Regions from separate parts of the Mus musculus genome. Here regions 1 and 2 are each linked to region 3. Evidence: chromatin contacts called from public HiChIP or PLAC-seq data. All regions are on one chromosome and are shown on one strand. Each heading gives the region's core, a stretch centred on a gene start, on an enhancer-like site or on the middle of the called end of the contact. The rest is flanking DNA. Distances are from core to core; before and after follow the strand shown. Region 1 overlaps AI661453 (expressed sequence AI661453). Region 2 has its middle 21 kb from the start of Ccnd3. Region 3 overlaps Bicral (BRD4 interacting chromatin remodeling complex associated protein like).

Evidence for each region. HiChIP or PLAC-seq counts read pairs in DNA pulled down with a chosen protein or histone mark.
Region 1: an H3K27ac HiChIP or PLAC-seq map of embryonic stem cells shows a contact between it and region 3, with 10 read pairs. The contact joins two enhancer-like sites. A contact is called at or near these places in 9 of 39 promoter capture datasets (the 3T3-L1 cell line, the HPC-7 cell line, hematopoietic stem and progenitor cells and 4 more) and 2 of 115 datasets of contacts at active chromatin or transcription factors (bone marrow-derived macrophages and embryonic stem cells).
Region 2: a contact with region 3 is called in an H3K27ac HiChIP or PLAC-seq map of embryonic stem cells, with 7 read pairs. The contact joins two enhancer-like sites. A contact is called at or near these places in 1 of 39 promoter capture datasets (liver) and 1 of 115 datasets of contacts at active chromatin or transcription factors (embryonic stem cells).

The regions. Positions count from the first base shown.
Region 1 is chr17:47,447,616-47,451,427 of GRCm38.p6, reverse strand. All of the region lies in intron 2 of AI661453 (expressed sequence AI661453), which reads right to left. Among named protein-coding and RNA genes, the nearest start is that of AI661453, 13 kb to the right of the region's middle. Within about 2 kb of position 2,322, at least 43 of the 459 cell types and tissues checked have an H3K27ac peak or open chromatin away from gene starts, as enhancers often do. A contact at or near this core is called in embryonic stem cells, where this site is marked.
Region 2 is chr17:47,570,581-47,574,845 of GRCm38.p6, reverse strand. It overlaps a transcript of Ccnd3 not described here. Among named protein-coding and RNA genes, the nearest start is that of Ccnd3, 21 kb to the left of the region's middle. Within about 2 kb of position 3,010, at least 25 of the 459 cell types and tissues checked have an H3K27ac peak or open chromatin away from gene starts, as enhancers often do. A contact at or near this core is called in embryonic stem cells, where this site is marked.
Region 3 is chr17:46,797,187-46,801,217 of GRCm38.p6, reverse strand. Bicral (BRD4 interacting chromatin remodeling complex associated protein like) reads left to right here. Exons shown (of 11, transcript NM_001100452.1): 11 at 1-3,102. The coding sequence ends at 170. Among named protein-coding and RNA genes, the nearest start is that of Rpl7l1, 17 kb to the right of the region's middle. Within about 2 kb of position 1,372, at least 21 of the 459 cell types and tissues checked have an H3K27ac peak or open chromatin away from gene starts, as enhancers often do. A contact at or near this core is called in embryonic stem cells, where this site is marked.

The sequences.
Region 1 (3,812 bases), core at 1,073-3,572, 650 kb before region 3:
ATTTCCTCCCCTTGGCAGGACCAGGCCTGTGTGACTCAGAGGGCAGGGCAACCCTGGGAGCTCTCACCGCCCTGGGCACTCCAAGACCTGTCCAGCCAGTTTGCCCATAGTTACCACACGGACATTTAATTTCAAATTTCTCATGAGCATCAGCCCGGGGATGGCAGGATCAGATGGGGTGCAGAGAAGAGGTCACCCGGGACAATCAGCTACTGCTCAGGGTTTAGCGTAGGGCAGGCTCAGCCTTGAGTTCTGGGCTCCATTTTCCCTAGGAAGTAGGGGAGAGGTTGCTCTTCCTGAGGCCTGTGGCCAAGACCCAGCTCCAAGGTCTGCCGCTCCTTTTGTTTTGAGACTGGATCTCTCCAAGTAGCCATGGCTGTCCTGAAACTCACCAAGATCCTCCTGCTTCTGCCTCAGGCACTGAGATTAAAGGTGTGTGCCACCAAACCCGCCTCTGCTGCTCTAGAGGGCAAGCCTGCTCTAGTCCAGAGCAAGCCTGCTCTTTCGTGGATCCAGCATTTTTTATTATCATCATTATTCTTATTACTATTATTATTATTTTGTCACTAATCTTATTGCATTTATTTATTTTTGTGTACAAGTATGCACATGTGCACAGGTCATGTATGTGCAGGTCAGAGGATGATCCTCAAATGTCACCTCTCTCCTTCTACCTTTCGGGTCCTGGCGATTGGATTTGGGTCATGGGGCTGGGCGGCAAGAGCCTTTATCTACCAGGTTCTTTCACAGGTCCAGGTCTCTGTGTTCTTATCCCCACCCCACAACAGAGAGTGAACCCAGTTTACGGTGCATGTGAGGAGGAGAGTGCTCTGTTACTGGGCCACGCCCCAGCTCTTGTTTATCCTTATTTAGTAACATGGCCCTGTACCATAGCGGCATCCCCAGCTCTCCTCATCTGGGATCTCAGGCATGCACCACCATGCGGCAGTACATTCCCTCTTGATGACAGCTGAGGTCCTCCCACTTCTGCTGTGTGGTAGCTCTAAACCTACCCCTCCCCCACACCCCAGATCAGTGAGGTGGGTGGGCCTGGTGGCCAGAAAGCAACCCTCCTCCAGGAAGAATCCGGATCTGTGTGTGAGGCATGTGTAAGAGCTTGCCATGCCCCCTCCCGTGCCCGTATAGTCACTTAGCACAGAAACTCACAGCTGGGGACACCCTAGGGGACGATTCACAGTAGTAAGCCCTACCAAAGGTTAAAGAAATCAGAGGCCTGGAAGAGAACAAGGGTCTGGTCCTCTGTAACTCCACAACCCAAGGTAGAGCGGGGACTGGGAACAGGGATCTGATGACCAAGGACCCCAAAGGTCTGTTTCATGGTTGGCCTTTGGTTATGGAGACTCGAGAAAGTATTTCTTAGAGTAAGGCACCTGAGGACAACCCTCTTTTTGAACCTGTCCCCTGGCTGGCTCTTAAAAGATGAGAGGACATTCAGAAGACACCCAGGCAGGGCTCAAAGACCCTGGCTGGGCCTGCCTCATCTGTTTGCCAGGGTGATGCTGCTTGGTGGCTTCCCTTGCTCACCTCCAGGCCTGGGAGGTGCTCTCTGCAGGTGGGAGGGTAAGAAAGGACTGAGTGAGGCCCTTAGAGGTTTAATACCACACCAGGCAGAAGGGGCAAGGCTCAGGTACTGGCCCAGAGACCCTCCCACCCTGACATGGGACTGGGGTTCTGAACAAGTGAGCCCACACTCGCACCTGGGGCACTGGAAGAAAGCCCAGAGCCTATGGAAGGGGCCCCAAGATCAGATAGGAAAAAATGAGCTACTCAACTGACCTTCACCCAGAGCAGGTGGTGAGCGAGGCTGGAAGCTACTCCAGCCCTGTAACCTGAAGCAAGATCAGAGCAGCAATTAGGCCAAAGGGTCTGAATTTGGTGGATCCTGAGAGTCCTCAGCTAAAACTCCTCACACCCTTGAAACCATTTCATTAGGGCCTCGAAGATTCCAAGATCCAGAAGGCGACACAGGACGAGGGTGGCGAGCACCAGGCCAGGGAGGTGGGAGTAATTCTGTCAAGGGCCCTGGAAGGGGAAGACAAAGCTGCCAGGTGGGGCATGGAGGGAAGGTTAGGGCAGCCTGAGGGGCATTTGGACCTGGGACTTGGCCTCTGGGAGCGTGGGTCTGGGCTCTGCAGGACAATATGCAAATCATTTCCGGTCTCAGGGCTAGAGCCTCGGGCTGTGAAGTGGGGGTTTTTGGCATGCGTTAGGGAGGGGATGGCTCTCTCTGTTCAGGGATATATGCTCTTTGGAACTCCTGTGTTAGCTGTGCTCTCAGGGAGGGTGGGGCCAGGCAGGCAGCTCTACCTTAGCCAGCACTGAAGGAATGTGGTAAACGTCCCTCCTGGGTTCAGTTCTGGCTCTGTACAACACACTCCCATGGACCCAATGGGTTTCGGTTATTAGTTTGACATGTCAGTCCTCTCTCATTCTGCATAGTGGGGACTTCCTGGTTTGTGCAGAAAGAATGTTCCCAAGGGATGTCCTCAAGAGGCCCAGTACTCCAGGCCGGAGCAGTCCTAAAAGCCTTGACTTAGCCTGAATCTTCCATAGACTTCCTGAGGTTCTGCCCAGATTGGGGTGGGGGCAGTGGGGGCAGCAGTAAAGGCCCAGAATAGGTGGGTGGGGAGAAGATGTAAGAGACTGGAGGGGGCCTCACTGACCCTGGGGGAGGGGCCAGGACATTAGGAGCTAGTCATTATTCATTAACCAGTTCAGGGACAGGTGTGGCAGCTCCTATACCACCATCTCCAGAATTCGCTATGAGGCAGTGAGGGGAGCCTGGAATTCACTTCTAGATATAGGATGCTAACTTCAGTTGATCATCACCTTGGCCACAGGAGTCTTTACACAGTTGTGAGCATCTCTGGAAATGAATTGGGCAGAAGTTTGTTGTTTGTTTGTTTGTTTTTTGTTTTAACCTTCTAGTTGAAAGTGACAAATCTGTGTCTATGACCTTGAACTTCTGATCTTTCTGCCTCTAATTCTCAAGTGCTTCAATCACAGGCGGGCTCAGCCAGTCCTGTTTGGTTTTTGTTTTTGGGACGCTGAATCCAGAGGTGCGAGCAAGCACTTTGCTGACTGAACTACAGCCTCAGCCTCAGAGGTCACTTTTAAACAGAAAATACATGACCTGAAAGGCGTGGTTGTTTGTCTGTTGGCTGGGTTTTGAGACAGGGTCTCATGTAGCCAAGGATGACGGAATTCCATCTCTCAAAATGTTGGGGCTGTGGGACAGGACCCCCACACTTAGCCGGGGTTTGTTACTGGGAAATAAAGCCAGGGCATTTATTTCTTTCTAGTTTTTAACTTTCCTTTGCTTTTTAGGCCTTTTGGAGACACGGTCCCACCTAGTCCAGGCTTATAGGCCAGGCTTCCTTGAGCTCCTGATCTACCAGCTTCTACCTCCCAGGTGCTGGGACTGTAGGCATGAACTCCCATACAAGATGTTTTCGATTTTACTTTTAATAGAGCCCCTTTAAAACCACACGGGAGACTTGGATCGAACAGCCTTAGGAGAACAGAACCATTTATCCAGTGGGGGTTTGTTTTGTACATTTACTTATTTATTTTGCGTGGGGGAGAGGCAGGCAGCAAGCACATGCCACAGCCCAAATGTGGAGGTCAGCGGGCAGGCTGCAGGAATCTGTTCTCTTTTTTCACCATGGGTTCTGGGGAATCAAGCTTAAATCATCAGATTTGATGGCAAGCACCTTGGCCCACTGAGCCATCTTGCCAGGACTCCTGAGTGGTTCTTTGGAGTCTCTTCTACTTATCAAAGAGCAAAATCC
Region 2 (4,265 bases), core at 1,761-4,260, 770 kb before region 3:
CTAGGGATAGAGTCTCACAGAGCCCAGGTTGGCATTAAAATGCATTATGTAGCTAAGGGTGACCCTGAACTTCTGATCCTCCTGCCTCTACCTCCTAAGTGCTGGGATGACAGGCCTGCTCTCTTATACACACACACACACACACACACACACACACACACACACACACACACACACCCGCGCCATCCACTGTTTTAGCCTCCTCCCCTCTTTCACTGGCTCTTCCTTCACTGGCTTCCAGATGAAGCCAAAGCCCCATCTTCCCTCCTCAGACACACCTCAGAGAGTTGCTCTGTTAAATTCAATTGGTCTGCTTTCGTATTTCTCCAGCCACCAGCCTCCATCCTCACCCTACCCCCTCCCCGGGTCACAACCCCCCACTGGATGTCACACCGATGCTGTGCATCCTAGATACTTGGGGTCCACTGCCCCATCTCTTTGGTTTTGTGTCCCCATTAACTGGGATCTGCTGAGTGGCCTCAAGCTACAAATTTCCACGTCAGTCTTCCTCAACTTCTCCCGTCCCAGTTGCTACAATCATTTGCAAGCACGTCCTGTCGCCACTGCTTCCAAAATGCTCTGGAATCCGGTCCTTCCACTTGCTGCTCAGGCATTCCTATCTAACACTCGGAACTGATGTAGTTGGCTCTTTGGCTCCAGCCACCATCTCTAACCTGTGCTCTCCAGGCTCCTTGAGCCTTTAGAACCTTTAGGAATGCGCCTGCCTCCTTTGATTCATAAAAACCTCAAACCCTTCTACGGCTACAGAGTAAAACCCAGACCTCCCAAATCTTCAGAACCACCAAGATCTAGCTTGAAATATGGTAAGGAGGGCCAAAGAAAAGAAAAGAAGAGGAGAGAAGAGGAGAGGAGAGGAGAGGAGAGGAGAGGAGAGGAGAGGAGAGGAGAGGAGAGGAGAGGAGAGGAGAGGAGAGAGAAAAGAAAAGAAAAGAAAAGAAAAGAAAAGAAAAGGAGAGAAAAGAAAAAGGAAGGAAAGAAGGAAGAAAAGGGGAAGGGACAGAGGGAGGGAGGGGAGAGGGAGGGGAAGGGGAAGGGGGAGGGAGGGAAGCAAGCATAGTCATTTGAACCCACATTCTCTCTCCAGCCTTGGATTTTCTTACCCATCACAGAAGCATCTAGACATGGGGCCATTGAATGCCCTGCACTGACCTTTCTGCCCAGCTCATAGACTTCTGTCAGCCTAAAACCCTTCTCACCCATCTCCACCCCTCTAGAGAAGTTCCCTGGACCTTTGAAGGCCAGCTTGAATGTCATCTGCAAAGGATGACATTTGGATGTTCCTTCAAGAACCTTAATTCCCTGCTGAAATGTGAAGGAGGGGGTGACGTGAGACACCGTGGCCACCACGAAGCCTGACCCATGAAGGTGGGCTTCGCCTTGGCCAAGAGTATCTACTTCAGAGCCCCGTTCTCAGCCGTGCTCTTGGGGGCTACCTGCACGGCAGAAGCCAACCATTTCTAACAAAGGTCATAGGAACATACTCAGAACAGGAAAGGTACAGTTACCAAGTGAACCAAATCTGATGAAGCAACCAACCTGCATCCGTCCTTTACTGGGATGCCCGAACCCCAACACGATGGTAGGGTGCCAAGGGACAAGGCTGTGCCCTCAGGAAAATTGAGTCAGAGTCTAACTGTGTAGCCCAGGTGGGTTGAACCATGCAAGAACCTCTCCTGCTCCTTAAGATAAGGCTCCAGGGATACTGTTATGCCCAGCTCAAGAACAAATCATATATTTTGATTTTTGAGACAGTGGCCTATAGAACTCATGCTGGCCTCAAACTCTGAATCTTCCTGTCTCTACCTCCCAAGTCCTGAGATTACAGACATCTGTCACCATGTCCAGTGACACATATTACACCAGGAGCACTGTATGCTCTTAAGCCCAGTCACTACTCAGGAGGGAGACACAGGTAGAGTTTTGTGAGTTGGAGGCCAGCCTGGTCTACATAGAGAGTTTTCGGTCAGTCAGGGCTCTACAGAAAGTCCTTGTCTCAAAATACATAAACAACATATATGAAGCCCAGTACAGTATCACCATATGTGTATTCAAGTTCCAGCACTTATGCTGCAGCCTAGGAAGGTAAGGGTTAATAGTAATTTATAGTGCATTTCAAACTAGTTAAAGGGTTTTAATCAAAACCAGAAACAGTTCTAAGCATTTAGGGTCTGCAGCCATGTAAGTAGGGAGCCTTTAAGAGGTTCTTATAAATGAAATCATGAAACATTCCAAGGGTGCTGGGCAGAGAGTACCCTAGCCTAGGCCTCTAATTACTTGGAGGCTTTTAAAGCAGGGTTGATGGCTCAAGGCTAGCCTGGGCTAAGCAGCAGAACACTATCTCAAAATAACTCACAGGAAGCTTCTACTTAAAACCTTATTTGTAGGGGGAGGCCGGCGCATGATACCTGTGGGAAGAGGGGTGCATTTGCCTGAATACATGGTAACTGGAAGACGAATTAAAGGAGCACTTTCACCACGTGGGTTTCGGAATGGAACACCCACCACCAGGCTCAACAGCAAGTTCTCTTACCGACAGAGCCACCTGGCCAGACACCAGCTTGTCAGAAAAATCTCTTAAGATCCAAGCAGGGCTGGAAGATGAACTCAGTCCAGTGTGGGCACATTTCTCTCTGGTTCCTACTGAGTCCTACTGGTTCCTACTGAAGTCCTGGGCACAGGAGGCTGCCCCTGGGGTAGATGCTGTCCTGTAAGGGATGTGGGAGATCAGACAGGACAGCAGCAGACATCCACATTTAAGGAGGGGGTGGAGAAAGAGAGGCCACCAAAGGAAATGTCGGAGGTCAGAGGGAAAGTCTCTGTCAGACCCCAAGGCCGCCAGAGACGGTGGGCCAGGACCCCTCCTCCCCATAGATCTTAAAAGTATTTGGTTGGACTAACTTGCCCTTCACAGGCCCACCCCCGGGACACATTCTTCCTTTAGATATGCTAACAGAGGCCAAAGGGTAAAGGTCGAGGCTTGCTCGGCCTCAGCCTTTGTGTCTCTCTCAATCAGCTGCATATCTTTGCTCTGACCCATTATGTGCCCATTCACATGTGAGCTATCTTCATTCCAGTTTCTGGGAAGAGTCCAGCACCCTGACTTCCCATGATGATGTGGGATGTGACCTGATAAATGAGCCAAGTAGAGGCTGAGCCAGGTTCAAAGAGGGGCTCCGCTCGCTGGGGCACACTGGTCACAGAGCAGTCCTAAGCTGTCTAGTGGGTTCAGAAGACGTGGGAACACAAGCGGAAGACGTCCAGTTTAAGGTACCTGTGGTTAGTGCTACATCTGCTGCTTCTCTTCGTGCCCTGGACTCAGTGATGGCGACCAAGCAGAAAAAGCAGAAATGGAGGGCAACCCTGGCCTATGTCATCGGGACACCCTGTCTGGAGGAAGGGACAGGGGATTCTGTTCCACACCCAGAAATGTGGATCCTCTGACTGCCTGACTGGTTAGCAATGCTGGGCCTCTTACATGCTACGTAAGGATCCTGTCTCTGAACTGCACCCCCACCCTTTATCTTTACCAATCAAACAATCAATCAATCAATCAAATATATATGAACATATGTATATATGTAATATATATAGTGTGTATATTTGTATATATGTACATATACAAATATATAAATATATTTTTACTTATTTTTGGTTTTAGGGGGTTGTTTTGTTTTGAGTCAGGCTTTCTCTGTACAACAGTTCTGCCCGTCCTGGAACTAGCTCTGTAGACCAGGCTAGCCTCGAACTCACAGAGATCCGCCTGCCTCTGCCTCCTGAGTGTTAGAATTAAAGGCATGCGCCACCACTGCCTGGCTTATATTATTTTTTTAAAATTGGAATGTGTCTGTGCGGTATGTATGTGGGGGTTTATGCTTATGTATGCATGTGTGCGTGCGTACGGGTGTGCCAGTATTTGCATCCATGCTCGTGAGCGTGGAAGCCAGGGAAGGCTAAAAGGTGTCTTTCTTCCTCTGTTCCCGCTTTATTCCCTTGTGACAGGATTTCTCACTGAACCTGAAGCTCACCGCTTTGGCTAGGATGACTGGCTAGCACCCCACAGCATCTTACCTCTGCCTCTGAATTCTGGGGTCATCAGCCTGCACAGTCATGCCTAGCTGCTATTCCAGCACTGGGCACTCAAACTCAGGTCCCCCTGCATGCACAGCAAGACCTGTCACCAGCAAGCCACATCTCTGGCCCTATTATGATTTATTTTTCCTTTTTGTTTTTTTTTTTCTTTTTTT
Region 3 (4,031 bases), core at 123-2,622:
CGCCAAGCGACCCTACGGCCAGCGGTGCGGCGGACCTGGACTTCCCCAGCTTTTCTCCAATGGCTTCGCAGGAAAACTGCCTAGAAAAATTCATCCCGGACCACAGTGAAGGCGTTGTAGAAACGGACTCCATTTTAGAAGCAGCTGTAAATAGTATTCTAGAGTGTTAATAGCAGCCGTCCTCCTCCAGACCCTGCCCCGGACCAGTTACACTCTCTCCCAGCAAAGCAAATGGAAACGGCTCCCGTCTGTCTCCAGCCTGCTTGGTCCTCCATCACAGGTTATCCTTTCTAATCTCACCCTGTTCTTTTGAAGAGCAATACATGTCGTCATGGCTGCGGGGAGACCCCTCAGTACACCCACCTCTCTCTAGAAAGCAGTCCGATAGGCCCTCCACATTTCAAGTGTTACGAAAGTGCTTACGGCCATTGTTGTTCGTTAATTTGTTTTGTGGTTTGTTTCTTAGCACTGTCGCTCAAGACCACAGTACACTTGGCCCTGGGTAAAATTTTGACAATCATAAGTCATTTCAAAAGAACAGACTTATTAAAGAAAAATCAAACAGGACTGATTTAAAGACTTTCTCACTGCAGCTCCAAAGTAGTGGTTTGGTTTTGTTCTGTTCCAGGGGGAGAGGGTATCTGCGTAGGGAAGACTCTCCCTGACCAGCCCGCTGAGTGGTGGGTAGCCGGTGCTCTGCCTGGAAGCCCACCGCCCTGGCTAAGACGCCAGGAGCACAGCCACAGAGCATCCTCCTGACATCCAGTGCTGTGCGATGCTGCAAAAGCAAAGCCTTGTGTTTGTCTTCAACACATTCGTGCTGAATTCTGTCTGAGAATGGTCTGTTCTTAGCCCCAGGTGTACGCCCTGAAATTCTCACAGGCTCACTAGGGAACAGTGGAAGTCAGTTGTAAGGCAGCGAGTTGGGGAGGCACCGGGGTCTCCGTGTATTCCATCAACTTAAAAGAGGTTTGCATTTTATAATTGGGTGAAGTCAACATAACCTATGTTCTTTATTATCGCTGAATTCTGTTCCATTCAACCTCGTTGTCCCCTTTCCCTCAGCCCTTAGCCAAGCATCAAAAGGCTTTCACTTAAAAACTGTGTTGTACTCTTTCAGTTGAGGCTTTTGAACGGGACTCTGGCCTTGTTCGTGAGAATAGTAGTCAACAGTATCAGTCATTCATTCCCAAACACAGTAAACCAAAGGTCACAACCAGCAGGCCACTGAAGGAAGGAACCGAGGCAGGAGACAGGGGGCCATGTCCTGGCCCCGCCCCCGCTGTGTGTGGTCCAGTTCACCATAGCGATCGAGCCTTCCTCTTTATTATTTTTGTTCCTTTCCGGGAGTGGCCCTCATCCTTCCCTCTGTGCGGGCCTGCACCAGGGCGTGTTCTGTTGCTACTTGCTTCTTCCTGTGTGGTAATGGCCCACAGTGCTGTGTCTGCAACCCTCCTCCCACGTCTCCATCAACCTCTGGGATCCAGAGGTAGCTTTGATGCCTGTGAGGGCTTCCTCCCTCTGTTCATCCCCAGGCTGTGTAAATGCATCCGTTGATCTCCTCTGCTTCGTTATACCCCCAAAATGGAGTTGTCCCTATGGTCATCATGTAGAGTGTTTCTTTTCCAGATTGGCCTGCAATGGAAAGGAAGGCTTTTGATTTTGATTTTTATCTTTTTTTCACATAACACAGCAACAATCTAGGCATGGTGGCATACACCTGTAATCCCAACAGTCAGGTGACTAAAGCAGGAGAGTCACTGGTTCAAGGCCAGCTTGGGCTATATAACACACCCCTGCCTCAAACACAGAAGGAGAGAAATTTGAGCAATAGCAGACTGTGTGGGCCTTTTTTACCCCTCTGTCCACTACACAAAAAAACTCTGTGAGACAGCCAGTCTTTGAGAGCGATGGACCTTCTCCCGCCCACAGCCCAGCCAACCAAACTAGAAGAGTCTGGGCTGTCTTCGAGTTGTCCTTTTCTTCCTTCTCTGTGCCAATGTCCAAGTTGCTGACTTCCTTCCTGTATTATAACACATTAGAAAGATGAGTTGTTTACCAGTTAGACCTCTGTCTGGGCTGCCCTGATCTCTCTGTCACAGGCTCTTCTCATAGCCACATGGTTACCATTCAAGATGGCCCCTGGATGCCTGCAGCACATGGCTACTAATGAATTACTTTAATTATTGCAAATCAGTGGAATTCTCAAGAGACAAGAAAGTCTCGTGTATATTTGTTATCTCTTCCCTCCCTCCCCAGCCCCGGCCCTGGCCCTAGTTTTCTCTCCTGTGTGTCAGGTTACAGGGCTTCTCACCATGACATTAGTCCCACACAAGGAGAGCCTACTGTACCAAAATGAAACTTGTAAATTTTTGTGTCCTTGTATGTAAGTTTACTTTTTATGGAGGAAAGACTCTAGATAATGACAAATGAAGATTACAAAGTGTATTTTACTCCTGTGATTAGGTTACACCACATGGGTCATAACTCACTCCCGAGCCCCCACTGCTGAAGGGAAGCGCTCTGCCTCAGTGGCCAACGTTGGTGGTTCAGGGTCATTAGTCAGTTGAGTTCTAGAACGCGTGCTCAGTAACAAAAAAAAAAAATCACCTTTTCTTCCCTTTGTTTTTAATCCGTTTGTTGTTGTGGAAAAGTATGAATTTGTTATTACGCATTGATTTTCTGTGTCCTTAAGTACTGCCTAAAGATGAAGCAAATTTTGAACTGGCAATTACGATAAGGAAACCCTTTAGTTCTGGAGACTTTAGTAGACTCTGTTAGATTAGGGAGGCCTCACAGGCTGGCCGGCTCCAAGGACGGTCACTCACTGTCAGTGTGGCGTGGCTTTATTTGCTTAAATACCTTCATTTGTATAGTATGTCTCACTTGAAATTGCTTTGTATACATTTTGTAAAAATATTTATAAAATGTTTTGTAAAAAAAAAAAAAAGTATAACAAATTGCAGTTTATTTTGTTATGTTGGATAAATACTGTTAAACCAGTCAGTACCTATATTGTTAATCCATGGTTAGGGTATGTTCAGTTGGAGATTACAAAATGAAACAACCATTGCAATACAGCCAAAGATTTGGGAAAACGTGTCACTGTGATTGTCTTGATTTTGCAACTAGCAATGGTTCCTGTTCCCCAGAAGAAGTGGGTAAGCGGTCAGTGGGAATTCTCTGTAGATGTATTTAACATTGTCAAAAAGTAACCTTCATTAGGGGAGACAGGATCTCACCTGACCAGCTTTCCCACAGTTACAGATTAGACGGAGTTTGCTGAGTGAAGTCTAGTCTCCTACATGTCCCATGTGGGGTCTCCCTCCCTGCTGGCACCTGGGTCCTTAGCTCAGGAAGCAATGGTGGGACTCAATCCCGGTGGCATCACAGAGTCTGTTCAGGAAGGCTTTGTTTTTGTTTTCCAGTGCTTATATTTGGTTTTTCAGGGACAAGGAGAAAGCTGAGTGATAAAGATTAATCTCATTTAACATTTCCTCTAGGGAGATCACCTTTCCCTTTGGTTCCCATAGTAACCAGATTGTAGTGAAAACACATTCTGGGATCCTCTCTGTAACCTCAGCCCCTGAGGCCCTTCCGAGTCCCTTCCCTCAGATAGCCCATAGCCGCCCCGCGCGCCCCCCCCCCCCCTGTAGAATTGACACCAGTCCTCCTTGCTCCTTGGGGGATTAGTTGCCTCTGCCCCTAATTGTGACTGGAAGGAAAGGTCAAGCCTTTCAACCTCAGCAAAAGCCTAGGCCCAGGCCTAGAGAGCTTGCCTGCCACGGGCTCTAAGTCGATCTGATCCCCATCGCATAAATACCTGAGCATAGGGATACCTGCCCGCAGCCTTTATACCCTGAAGCTGATGGCCAGAGAACCAGGAGTTCAAATTCATCCTTGGCTGCACAGGTAACTCAAGGCTGTCCTGTGCCCCATGACACCCTGCTTCAAAAATAATAGATAAAATTCAACAGTGATAAGTCAGGATACTTCCCATCATCCTGGCAGAAACTGCAACATCTTGTAGT